Linked DNA regions of Mus musculus: regions 2 and 3 are each linked to region 1. A link is a contact called in public HiChIP or PLAC-seq and promoter capture Hi-C data. All regions are on one chromosome and are shown on one strand. The core of a region is the stretch at or near the end of the contact, and the rest is flanking DNA. Distances in the headings are between cores, read along the strand shown. Region 1 holds the start of Zfp59 (zinc finger protein 59). Region 2 holds the start of Pak4 (p21 (RAC1) activated kinase 4). Region 3 holds the start of Sars2 (seryl-aminoacyl-tRNA synthetase 2).

Region 1 (4,262 bases), core at 977-3,476:
TGCTTGAGCTCCTGAAACTTCCAAGTTCACCCCCATGTGACACACTTCCTCCCTCAAAGCCACAAATACTCTGCTCAGGACATACCCCCAATAATGCCACTTCACATGAGTCTATGGGGGTGTGACATTATTCTAAACCTAACATTCAGCCAGATGGTGGTGCACACCTTAATTCTAGCACTTGGGAGGCAGAGGCAGGCAGATCTGAGTTCAAGGCCAGCTTGATCTACAGGGAAAGTTTTAGGACGGCCAAGGCCACACAGAGTAAACCTTGTGTCAAAAAAAAAAAAAAAACCCAAACAAACAAAAAGCAAAACAAAACAAAAACCAAGCCCAATCAACCAAAAGCAAAACCTAAGCAGCAACAACCAAAACCCCACATAAGAACATGATAGAGTATGGAAATCAGTGCTCATTGTGGAGAGGGGCGGCTCACTCACAGGATAGATGTGGAAGAGAAGAGGATGGGTGTGAAGTGAGGGTCCATCAGGAAGGGGGAAGGGAATGCAGGGATTTCTCAACACATGCCTACAGTCACCTTCAGAAGCAGGAGAGGAGAAAACTTGAAAAGAAACACAGATGCATCTTTGTGTGAGGAGGAGGAGGGAGAAGCTATGCACACACAGAGCAGGAGACAGAGGCAGAAAGAGCTGAGAGCTGAGACTGGGGATGTGGCCTGCAGCACCCCAGGAAGAATTCAAGTGACTGTAGCTAAGGAAACACTTATGGTGGACATTAATCTCTAGTTACGTATTCAGCGCCCCATGGCTCCTGTGGAGAAAACAGAGGGCAATTAACTGATTTTACTTCCATGAAGGATAAGGGGTAGCACTAAGAAAAGAACTGTGACACAGGAAAGATGGAGCAGACCGACCAGAATCACACTGTGGAGAGAAAGGAGGACGGAACACATTGGATGACAGAAGGCTAAGCATCTTTATAAATGATCCAAAAGCCGGTGAAACAAAACCCAAGCTTTGCAGAAGCAGTCACTTGGGTCTGTCTGGAGACTCCTTGCCTACCTCAGTAATCTGCTCGTGGGATAACTCAAAATAGATGGAGTCTTTAATATTTAAAAGTGCAATACAAAATATATGAAGTAATAGATGCCCCGCCAAGAAAAAAGGATAAAAGAGAAAGCTTTCCACAGCAACATCTTCAGGTAATGAGCGTTTCTCCCACAGGTGAGCGTACAGGAACAGTTCCCTTTCCAGATCCCCTCGTGTCATTAGAGCTTAAGTGTCTCCATTTTTATTGACTTCACTCAGAGTTGAGATGCTGTCCAAATCAGCTATGCTCTGTTGCTCTTGGAGGGTGTTGTTCTATCAGTTTTTTAAATTGACAACATTTGAATGTGTTGATTGATTTTGCTATCATTCCCTATTGTTCTAGCGGGACTTCCCCCCTCTTCATGTTTAAAGGTGTGCTATTTGAGTATACTCTGAGTTAATTTTGTTTATGTATTTATGTACTTATTTGTTTGAGACATTTGGGGTATCCTCTGAATTTTAGTTTATTTAGTCCTTTCAAGACAGTAGGAGTGTATTCTGAGTTTATTTTTAATTAATTTTTTTCAGACACCTCCTCTGCCTCCTTAGGGCGGTGACTAAAGGCATGTGCCACCATAATCTGAGTGTATTTTAGTTCTTAGACAGGGTTTCACTGGGTAGTCCTCGGTGGTCTCTTCTCACAGACATGCAGCTGGCTGTGCCTCCCCATCGCTGGGATAAAAGCCATTGCTACCACGCCCATGTTTACTGTCACTTGATGACTTGGCCTCTTTATTAATCTACCTCCATTTTATAATCGACCTGAGTTTTCTTTTGATCATGCGAAGATGGTTACTTTGAATCTGCTAGAGTATTTATCTTTAATATATTTTCTGTAGTTAACACATAGCTGGGTCTGACTTTTCAAATCTAAATGTGGCAAATTTTGGCGTTTAGACGATTTACAGTACTTTTAATGCGATTAGTTTTATTAAGAGGCTCGTCTAGCCTGCCTAACGGACACAGTTCTGTTGGTACATAGCGATACGGTCCTCAGTCACATTTTCTATCTAAAGCAGGGAATTCAGACTCCTCCGTCTTCTCTACAGGAGAAAGAAAATCAGTTACGCGGAGAACCGGAAGTACCTTTTGCTCAAAGGAGGGCGCCTCCCCTTTAAGCGCGCACCCACGTGGGCACTCCCACAAGCCACTGGACTCGGTTTTCTGATGGGCTGGCCCGAGTTGCACGCCGGGATCTCCGGGACGCTCCAGGCTTCTCCAGGGCTTTGCTTGTGACAACTGTGTTTTCCGGGACCACCGCGCCGGAAGTAGCGCATAGGCTTTTGGTTTATGTCTCCCCAGAGTAAGACCGGAGCCAGCGGGCTGGGAGGGGTGTGTACAGGCGGTGGGGTGGCTGTATGGTGTGTGTGTGTGTGTGTGTGTGTGTCTTTGAGTCTAACTGTATACACACCTTGAGCTCTCTGCATAATCTGTGTCTCTGTGCTTGTCGCTGTCTGCTCCTGCTTTCTCTCAGGGACACAGGGACTAAAGCAGAGGACCAAGCTTCAGTAAGGGGAGGTCAGGTGCGGGGTCTGAAGGGAAGCTTTCCCCGAGGCTCAGACTTGAGCTTAGGGCTATAATTTAAGGACGGGGGTGTCGTCTTGGAGGGAGGGTACTTGTTGAGTCCCCTGACTTTCTCAGAGCTGCAGCCATTGAGCATGCTCTCAGATATGGTCTGCGATCTCATGCTTACTCAGGCTTCCCTAGGTGGCCATTCCAAAGGAGGGCTGGAGAGGGATGTGGATTCAAGAATGAGTTTTCTGTTTCTGTTTGAAAAATGAGGTTTTAGTTTTAGAATATGGAATGGAAGTGAGGGAAGGAGGAACAGGCGAATTGATACCTCCACCATTGTGTCCCTTACATTGTCCCTGCCCTTTCCACTTAGTTTCAATGATCCGTGGCGTCTTCTCCCACAATCTCTACCTTTTCCTGAGATGTTGTAACTAGGAATTTCTAGAGGGTAGCGTTAGGGCTCTCAACTAAATCAATTTGTATCTTGATGGTGTCACACCTCAGATGGCCTTTGATCTTTACAGGCCTTCATTCGAAGCAAGGGAAGAATGTAGGCGATAGATGGTCTGGTCACCAGGGAGGATTTGGGGAGTGGGAAAGTAATAGCACTGAATTTGGCATCCTTGAGGACTAGGTATTTTGTGTGTGTGTGTGTGTGTGTGTGTGTGTGTGTGTGTGTAAAATGGGTAATGTTGGCCAGATGCAGATGAGCAATGCCATGTTTAAATATAGGGATGTGGATCTGTGGTATCCCGTTGGAGTCTTGGTTCTGTCCCCTCAGGCTCTCCAGGCCTGTCAGGAACCTTAGGATGCCTGTGGTGAAGTCTGTTAGCGCAGTGCCGCCATATCCTAAGGGCCTGGTGTGCTTTAGTTGTTGCTCTGTGAGGTCATTTTGGGTTCCTTACCTGGTTATTGCCGCTGGGACAGGGCCAGGGGATGTGGGCCACAAGCGTGGATGGCTGCTCCGGACCTAAGGCTGGTTTGTATAATCATGTACATTCCCTCTTTTAAGGAAAGTCCCCCCCTCTTAATGATAATGTCTCCGTGATAATCAAAGACAGCATGAGTCAAGGTGTGGCTAATGTCTCCACAAAATGGGACCTTCAGAACAGCACTTAAGGCTGTGGGAAAGAACTCTAAAAACATGGATTCAAAAACAAATAATTTCTCAAATAATGAGGATGCGGTATGAATTATATGAGGGGGCTTCAGGAAGAGCCAAGGCAGCTACAGTAGGAGCCAACTTGTCAGGAAACCACTAAGGGAGGAGGTAACGGGGATTAGGGAGTGGCAATTGTAGGAGATCCCACCCCGCTATGGTTTTTGTTTGTGCATTAAAGGGCAGATGGATTCCTGAGCTCAAGGTCAGCCGGGGACTCTTTAATTTAGGCCCACGAGTGGTATAAATGGTAATTTCCGTACAGGGTCCCACCCTGTTAGTTTATCTTTTGTGTAACTGCGGCAGGCAGATCTCTGAATTCTTTTGCAACTCTAAAAAGAAGGTTGTTTGTGTTTGCAGTCTCCTAAGAATTAAGGGGCAGGGTTGGGGGGGTGGGTTCCACTTGATGCTGATTCATTGGCTAGTCCAAAGGGAACCTGGAGTAAATGACTGGATTGATGTGTAAAATAAAAGACAAGGTTTTGATCTGCAAGAGATGAGTTATCCAGAGAAATTTTCTAGAACAGCAAGAGAGAACTTCT
Region 2 (4,505 bases), core at 479-2,978, 760 kb after region 1:
CCCCCCCACACACACACACACACAGACACTCTGCGGCCAGCTGATGCTCCAGAAGCGCCCAGAATCCAGCAGGAGTGCATATGGCCCCAAGAACCGGGAGAAGGCAGAATGGGCTCTCCCATGGAGGCCAAAGAAAGCAAAGCCAAGAGCTGCCCACGGTTGGCTAAGCATGAGTGAGAGAAGTGGAAAGATGGCTGACAGGAGGTCAAAACCCTGGAAGGAGGACCAAGGCTCAAACTGTAAAGCGTTTGGGAACCACTGAAGGCCACAGGGAGAGCTTGTGGTGTCAGGAATAGAGAGCGCCTAAGGTCACACCCACCCAATCAGAGGCTCACTGGACTCTGGGCCACCCACCAGCATGCCACTCCCATAGGCCCAGTGGAACCTCCCCTCCCAGGTCACACCCTTCCAAGGAGGCTAAACAGACACTCTGTTCCCACCCAGGGAGTGGCTTCCAGGAACAGACCTCCTGGGAAGTGGACCCTGTGGCAGGTAGCAGACCAAAGCTCCTTTCTCTTAACAAAGCTTTCTTGGCATTACTTTTTCTACCTGGAAAACAGGGGTGTTCTCTAACACCCAACTCACCCATCTCACAAGATAAGGGATGAAACAAGACCAGGCATACACGGTGCGCTCGCTCGCTCGCGCTCTCTCGCTCGCGCTCTCTCGCTCGCGCTCTCTCGTTAAACATTTACCAGCACCAAGATTTTGTGAAAGGCAGCAGGAGACAGAAGCACTCTGGGACAGAGCTCCGGAGCTGGAATCCCAGCTGCTCACCTTACTTCATTAGCTGACCTGGGGCAAATCACTTAGCTTCTTAATAACAGCTTTGGCTCCAGTGATGCTGTACTGCGCGCTAAATGAGTACATACACAGAGCTTTAACGCGGAGAGGGAAGCCCAGCCTATCATCAGTGTTTTATCAGTGTGTGGCCTTCATTATCAGTGGGAAGGGGCTCCCCTTCTCCTCCCACCACACACACCAGGACACACTTTCGAAGGCTCTGTTAGATGTCCCTGGTCCCCCTCCTCACCGCACGTGCCCCACTTGAGTTTTTAGTTTCTGGCCCTCCCAGAACATCTTCACCCGTCAGATTTTTATCTTCGTACCTTCTACCTAAGGGCTGTCTCAGACACCCCCCCAAAACCTAAAACTCAAGCACCTCCTCCTCCTCCTCCGGTTGAGGCTTTTAAATCTTTGACCGGGCAGCCGCCCACTTCTCTAGGTTGTGACCTCCAGCCCTGACAGACACACCCTCTTCTTAAGTTACTCTGAGCGCCCCCTTTTATGAGACCCGTTCCGAGCCCCTCCTATGCGCCCCCACTTAGTATTCCAAACTTTGCACAAATTTCAAACCCGGCCACGCCCCCTCCACCGGTCTAACCACTGGTCGCGACAGTCCCCTCCCCTTTCCCTCATTTTTGGGCCCGCGACCCTTTTCCACGCGACCCTCCCCTCCAAGAGTGAACTTTGACCCGACCGGCCCCGCCCCCTTCCGAATAACCGCTCTCCCACGGCGCGTGCCCAGACCCACCCGCCCCCAGCCACAAACCCCTTGCACGGTAACCCCCTAACCTACCGGCTTGGCGCCGCGGTCGCTCGCGGCCTAGCTGCCTGGCCCAGAACTCTGTGCCCGCGTACCGCCCTCAGCGGTCTCGCGCCGCCGCCGCCGCGGCTACTGCCGCCGCCATGTTGAATCCCCAATGAACATCCGGGGCCTCCCCTACTCCTCGCCGCCCACTAGTCCCCATGGCAACGGAGCTGACCGGGTGATGGGCGGGGCCTACTCGGAGGCGGGGCAGCGAGCCGGGCAGGGTTCCCTAAAACCACTGATTGGTGCGAGTGGCCCAATCGGAGACCGCTAGGTGGAGAATGAAGAGCAGAGATTGGGAAGTTTTGAAAAGGTGCGGGATCGTTGACTCCCCGCCCACTCCGCCTCTTAAAGGGGAAATAACGACTTTCGCGTGGCAGAGTCCCACGGGCTCCCAAAAAAGTAAAGTGGAATACGAGAACATAAAGGCCAGAAACAGTTCTTAAGCACTTATTATGCCTTTGTTAGCACGCGACTAGTTCTGCTGTAAACTGTTAACACAACCCTGTTGTTGTAACACCCATTTTACAGGTAAACAAGCTAATAGGATGCTAGTTGGTTTATGACTACTGAAAGCAAGTTTTGAATGAAGCTCTGTCCGAATCTGGAAATCTGACACTATTTGATCTTAATCTTTTAAATAAGTTTTTTTTTTTTTAAGTCAGTCAATCACGAGTGTGTGAGATGCATCAGTGGATAGAAGGCGCTTGTTGCCGAGCCTGAAGTTTGATCTCCTGGACCCACACGGTAGAACTGATTCCCAGGAGTTGATCTGTAGCCTCCACAAGAGAGCCATAGACATAAAATAGAGGGATAAGTGTAATTAAGTGTTTTTAAATTAATCAAAATGGAAAACACAGCGGAAACAAAGCCCATAAACTAATACACCCTTCCACCTATGGGTTCATTAGGTCTTACTGAAAAATTTAAAAATGCTTTCTCATCAAGGATTTTGAGGGTTTTATTTGTTTATTTGGGTATCAGACACTGAACTTAGGGCTTTTATACAGGACAGGCAAGCAGTAGTACTAGGGAAGTCCCCGGCCCTAGAGAATTCTAGGCAAATGCTTTCCCCAGCTGAGCCCCTTGGGAGACTGAGGCTACAGGTTTTCCCAAACAGGCTTTCTCTGGTTCTTTTCACGGGCTTTTTCTTCTGTCTGGAAGATTCTCTTCTTTAAGCATCCTCCTGACTCCCAGGGTTCCTTTGGGTTTTTCCTCAAACATTATGTTCTCTAAGGGGCAAAATGTCCTACCTTGTGCTATTAAATCCTTTGCCAGCTTCTGGCAAAGCTTCCTTTCCTTTGCCGCCTGTGGTTTTGTGTTTGGCTGGCTGGTTTTGGTTTCGTGAGACAGGGTCTCAGGACGTAGCCCAGGCTGACCTTGAACTATGCTTTTTGCTCGTAGCCAGAGCCTTGATATTATTGGTATGTAAATGCTCAGTACATATTTATAAAAGGGGTGGCTGACTAAAAGGTAATTCCACCCTCCAAAGATTCACTTAAATGATGCTTGCCTGTGTGCTTCACCTGCACACTGCCAGGCACACCGCAGGCATTCTGTTAACATGTGCAAACCAAGAATGAATGAAGGGCTGCGGTTCAGGTCTCTGCTTGCCTTCTTTTCTCCCCATCATCCCTATCTCTCCCTTCAGCTTATGTCCACTTGAACTCAAGGCCTCCGATGCACTAAGAGAGTCTTTTAGCACTGGGATTACAGGCACGTGTCTCCTTACCATGCCTGGAAGAATGGTCTGAAATATATATCTTAAAAAAACGATTTATGGGGAGAACTGGAAGGAGTGGAGGGATGGGACACTGCAGTTGAGAAGTAATGTATGAAAGAAGAGTAAATAAATTTAAAAATTATTCCCGCTGGGCAGTGGTGGTGCACGCCTTTAATCCCAGCACTCAGGAGGCAGAGGCAGGCGGATTTCTGAGTTCGAGGCCAGCCTGGTCTACAGAGTGAGTTCTAGGACAGCCAGGGCTATACAGAGAAACCCTGTCTCGAAAAACCAAAGAATAAAAAATAAAATAAATAATTATTCCCCACCCCAGAAAAATAAGTAGGTTTAAAGAAATATTCCCCATCCCTCTGTGTGTGTGTGTGTGTGTGTGTGTGTGTGTGTGTACCCCTCTGCGTGTGTGTGTTCTCAGAGGCTAGAAGAGGGCCTCTGAAAAAGCAACAAGTGCTCTTACGGACGGAGCCATTTCTCCAGCCCCAGAAAAATACCTTTTAAAACTAAGACTATATACATCATCAGTGACTCTTGATGTCAATAAATATTCTTCAAGAAGATTAATCTTGGGGCTGCCTAAGAAGCCATCCTACTAATTGACTCTAATTTGCTCAGCCACACTTTCCTCATTGAGCTCCTGTGCTGTGGTACACAGTTTGCTTTTAGAAACCATCATCCACAAAAATAAAAAAAACAAGCCCAAGCAGCTACATAATTGTTTCCTTTGAATACACGAGTGATGGGCTAGAGGAAATGTGAGCGAGTTCACCTTATCTTCTAAACTCTGAGTGTGGGGTCGGGAGCTGGGGATTGAGCCCAGGACTGTAAGAGAATCTTGACTGGTTCTGAATAAGTGAGGCACACTCTCAGCTCCTGAAGAACTGTTTGCTTGTATTTGGTTTTGTTTTAGACAAAGTCTCATGCAGCCCAGGCTCATGCCTGGAACTCAGGATGTAGCCAAGGATGACCTCCAGCTGATGATCTGTCTGCTCCCACATCCCTCGTGTTGGGAAGACAGGGGTGACCGCCATTGCCTCCCTAGAGATACAAACCACTTGTAGCAACGATGCTACAAGAGGCAGTGGGTGCTCTATACTCTCTCTCCCTTTCTCTCTCCCTCTTCCTCTCCCCCTCCTCTCCCCCTCCCCACCCCCCTGTCTTTCTTTTCTCCCTAGGTTC
Region 3 (4,387 bases), core at 564-3,063, 900 kb after region 1:
GGTTCCTTCCGGGGGCCTAAGCGGTGCATCTGGTTCAGGGTGGCCATGGAACGGGCGGCCCAGAGCTGGGGAGCGAGGGCTAGGCCTGGAGAGACACAAGAGGGCCTACTAGGTTTCCGTATTCTAGATAGGAATCCAAGTCTAAGACTATTCAGTGGGGACAGATGGCTCGTGGTTAGAAGCACTTGTTGCTCCTGCAAAGGACGACCATTTGATTCGCAGCACCCACAGTGGTGGCTCACACACCTCTAGTTCCAGAGGATCTGACACACCCATGGGTTGCACTTACATACACACATTCATACAGGGGCTGGAAAGATACCTCAGTGGTTAAGAGCACTGGTTGCGGGCTGGCGAGATGGCTCAGAGGGTAAGAGCACTGACTGCTCTTTAATCCCAGCACTCCGGAGGCAGAGGCAGGCGGATTTCTAAGTTCGAGGCCAGCCTGGTCTACAGAGTGAGTTCCAGGACAGCCAGGGCTACACAGAGAAACCCTGTCTCGAAATACCATGTGAATGGAATACCCAATGCCTGCCTCCCTCAGAACACTGTGTACAAACCTGATGTCTGGGCAATGTCTAGGAACATAAAAGTTGTCCTCCAATGGGTGGCCCGTCTTAGAATTAGAAAAATAGCACGTGAATGAATAACTAAACTTCTTCTTCTTCTTTTTTTTTTTTTTTTTTTGGTTTTTTGAGACAGGGTTTCTCTGTGTAGCCCTGGCTGTCCTGGAACTCACTTTGTAGACCAGCCTGGCCTCGAACTCAGAAATCTGCCTGCCTCCCGAGTGCTGGGATTAAAGGTGTGCGCCACCACTAAACTTCTTAGCTTGGCCTTCTCACCTGTAGGGGGTGATCAATAAACACTGAAGGAATAAACACTACTGAGAGACACCTAAGCAGGGAGACATGCCAAGAAAGGAGCATTTGTTGGTATGATTGTTACACGGACATCGAGAGTGCACTTACACAAACTAAGACAGAATATCACCAGGCAATGCAATCTCAGGGATTCACCGCTATCGATGCAGGGGAGCCATGACTAAGACTGACTTAAACTCTAAGAACACAGGACCTTCCCACCTCCTGCCCCCTGAGCCGGGAGCGTGGTAGAAAACGCCTGTAACTCCAGAACTTGGGAGATTGAAGCGGTAGTCAGGAGGTCAAGGCCATCCTGTCTACAAAGTGATTTGGAAGTTGACCTGGACTACAGTGAAACCCTGTCTCCAAAATAGAAAAGGCACCGTGCTTAAAGATGATACCATCCGAAATCTGGCAAAAACACGCAAATGCCAGGGAGCTGTCCTCGTCCCTGTGGCCCATGCTCACTTACCACGACTGAGGGACGTGGTGAGGCCATAAAGAAGGCCGGGCCAGGACATCTCGCCGCCTGCAGCGTCCCTGTATTAGGAGAGAAGACATTCAGAAAGGAGGTTGGGACCAGAAACCCACTCTCAGAGCCTTCTAGAATCTCCTCTAAAACAGAAAGTCCCCTCGCAAATTCAGTCTCCTTCTGAGTAGGCCCCCAAGGACCCAACCGCCCTTGCCCGGATACTGGAAGGGGAAACTGAGGAGAGAGGAGAGATCTGGATCACAGATAACTGCACCCACCTCACCAACCTAGCGGGGTCGCACACACGCCAACCCCTACCTCCAGCCCCTTCCGGGGTTCCTCCTTAGTGATTGGCTAGATCTTTCCTGCGTCACTGAAGGGACGGGACAAGGATGACGATTGGACAATAACAGATTCTAGCTGAGTTCCATTTTCCTCATTGGAAGGGATTCTGAAGCCTGGGCGGGAAATCTCCTTGCGCGTCTGATTGGCTCGTCCATGATGAGTGACTTCTTGTTTCCACTCCAAGATGGCTGCGTCCATGGCGCGGCTTTGGTGGCCTTTCCTGGCTCGCCAGGGGCTCCGGTCCCGAGGACGCTGCGTGTGCAGCCAGAACCCAAGGAGGAGTTTCGCTACGGAGAAACGAGTCCGGAACCTCCTGTACGAACACGCACGAGAGGGCTACAGCGAGCTTCCCTACTTGGACATGGAGTCGGTGTGCGCATGCCCAGAAAAAGCCGCGCGCTCCCTGGAGCTCCGCAAGGGGGAGCTGCGGCCGGCCGACCTGCCTGCGATTGTGAGTGCGCTTGCGCCCTGAGGGAGCAGGATGCTTTACAGAACTGGGTTTACCAGATGCATTCCAGTTGTGGGAAAAACTACTCAACAGGAATTTGGGTTCCTTCCCAAGTTAGGCAATGTCTTGTGCATGACACCCACTTAGGTGCCAATGATCTAGGGAGAACTGAGGCCCTATTGAACGTCGTGGATGCCTTCTGTGACCTACATGCCCTTTTGCATGCATTTCATAATTCGACAGTTGGTATCTACTGTACTCCCAGAACCTAAATACCATTGTCTTCTGTACTCAAACTTCGTGCCGGGCTCACCCTTAGGCCACAAAGAAAAATGAGGAGGGAGGTGTGAATCAGAGGGAATTTTGGAGACAGAGCTTTGCATCCTGCTATAAACATCCTGATGGAGTTGAATGGATAAATACCTGCTAAACAGATATTTAAGGTATATCTGTTCATGTATTTATGATCCAGAGGTTAAGACTATGCGCCATAATTCTACCTTATAGGGAACTAAAATTGGGGGTCTCCATGCCGGTAGTGAATTCCGAATGTAATAGATGAATCTTCCCAACTCTGTTGCCTTGATAAAACACCATGAACAAAGCAACTTACAGAAGGATTTATTTTGGGCTTGGTAGGGAATGGCAGAATAGCAGCAGGTCACAGAGCAGTAAGCTGACAGCACACATCTTTAACCACAATCATGAAGCACAGACCTCAAACTAGATGCAGGACGAGGCTTTAAGCTCTCAAAGCCCACCTCCAGGAACATATTTCCTCCAGCAAGGCCACGCCTCCTAAGCCTCCCCAAACATCACCAGCCACTGATCATTTGACCATGTTCAAATGTCAGGATATGGGGGACATTTCTCATTCAGGTCACTACAGACTCTCACACCACCAGTCATTGTCAATCACTTTAGCCATATTTCAAGTTTTTGTCATGTTTAGTTTTTCACCAGTAAGCACTGGTGGCTAAGCCAAATAGGGCACTTCCTGCCAAACCTGATAACCGGAGTTCAATTTCCTGGTGGTAGGAGAAAACCAATTCTTGAGAGAATTGTCTTCTGACCCCTCATTTAAGCGCAAACACAAGAAAGTCACGTACATGCTTAATAATAGAAGAAAGGAGCCGGGCGGTGGTGGTGCACGCCTTTAATCCCAGCACTCGGGAGGCAGAGGCAGACAGATTTCTGAGTTCGAGGCCAGCCTGGTCTACAGAGTGAGTTCCAGGAAGCCAGGGCTATACAGAGAAACCCTGTCTTGTAAAAAAATAAATAAATAAATAAAAAATAATAATAATAATAGAAGAAAGGTCTGTCTGGGTGTGGTGATGAAGTACTCTGGAGGAGGAAGAGGCAGGCAGATCTTTGGTCTCCTTAGCAAGTTCCAGGGTACCCAGGACTACATAAGGAGACCTTATATTTACAGAAGAGCCTTATATTTACAGGGGAGATGGCTTAGCAGGTAAAGGTCCTTACTGCCAAGCTGACGACCTGAGTTCAATCCCTGGGAGAGAACTGACTTCGTATACTGTCTTCTGACATCCATGCTGCAGCCACACAAAGTAAATAAACAAGAAAGAAAAAGTTTAGTCACCTTTAAAGAGGTGACTTAGCCAGGCGTGTGTTAGTGCACTCAGAGAATGACAGGTTGATTACAAGTTCAAGGCCACCCTGGGCTGTACATAAATACACTGTCTTACAAAACTAAAAATAAATAAATAAATAAAAGAGTCACACTTCCATGATTTTCCGTTGGTTGGTCGTGATCATACCAACAGAAGTGGCTTCAAAGTAAACTGGGAAATGCATTGATTCAGGGCAACTGTGTGCCCACCCCAGCTTCTGGGTGTCATAGTGCTAATGGGAGAAGAGAGTGCCCCTCCCCCACTGCCATCCAGGTGCCTGGCAGAGGAGACTTCAGAGCAGTGGCCATTTCACTGTGGTGTTCTCCCACAGATCTCCACGTGGCAGGAGTTGAGGCAGCTTCGAGAGCAGATCCGGAGCCTGGAGGCAGAGAAGGAGGCTGTGGCAGAGGCAGTGCGGGCCCTGCTGGTGAGTGAGCATGGGGAACAGGGGTCCTGCGTTCACCGGGTTAGGCCAGAGGCAGCTAGGATGCCTCTCTGTCTGGGAATAACAGGAAACCCAATGAAAAGGGCTTGAATCATGTAGACAGTTGTTACCTAATAAAGCAAGCCACCCAGGCCTGATGTTCCTAGGCTGATAAATTAGCTCTCTTCAGCATCTCCAACCAGATTC

Evidence for each region. Promoter capture Hi-C pulls out the DNA fragments that hold promoters and counts their contacts. HiChIP or PLAC-seq counts read pairs in DNA pulled down with a chosen protein or histone mark.
Region 2: a promoter capture Hi-C map of pre-B cells shows a contact between it and region 1, with 2.3 times the contacts expected there. The contact joins the promoter of Pak4 here to the promoter of Zfp59 in region 1.
Region 3: an H3K4me3 HiChIP or PLAC-seq map of bone marrow-derived macrophages shows a contact between it and region 1, with 4 times the contacts expected there. The contact joins the promoter of Sars2 here to the promoter of Zfp59 in region 1. A contact is called at or near these places in 1 of 39 promoter capture datasets (liver) and 2 of 115 datasets of contacts at active chromatin or transcription factors (astrocytes and bone marrow-derived macrophages).

Annotation. Positions count from the first base shown.
Region 1 is chr7:27,836,358-27,840,619 of GRCm38.p6, forward strand. Zfp59 (zinc finger protein 59) reads left to right here and starts at 2,227. Exons shown (of 5, transcript NM_011762.3): 1 at 2,227-2,352.
Region 2 is chr7:28,596,456-28,600,960 of GRCm38.p6, forward strand. Pak4 (p21 (RAC1) activated kinase 4) reads right to left here and starts at 1,729. Exons shown (of 10, transcript NM_027470.3): 1 at 1,580-1,729.
Region 3 is chr7:28,740,155-28,744,541 of GRCm38.p6, forward strand. Sars2 (seryl-aminoacyl-tRNA synthetase 2) reads left to right here and starts at 1,814. Exons shown (of 16, transcript NM_023637.3): 1 at 1,814-2,128; 2 at 4,088-4,183. The coding sequence starts at 1,862. Mrps12 (mitochondrial ribosomal protein S12) reads right to left here and starts at 1,667. Exons shown (of 3, transcript NM_011885.5): 1 at 1,611-1,667; 2 at 1,333-1,400; 3 at 1-85. The coding sequence starts at 1,381.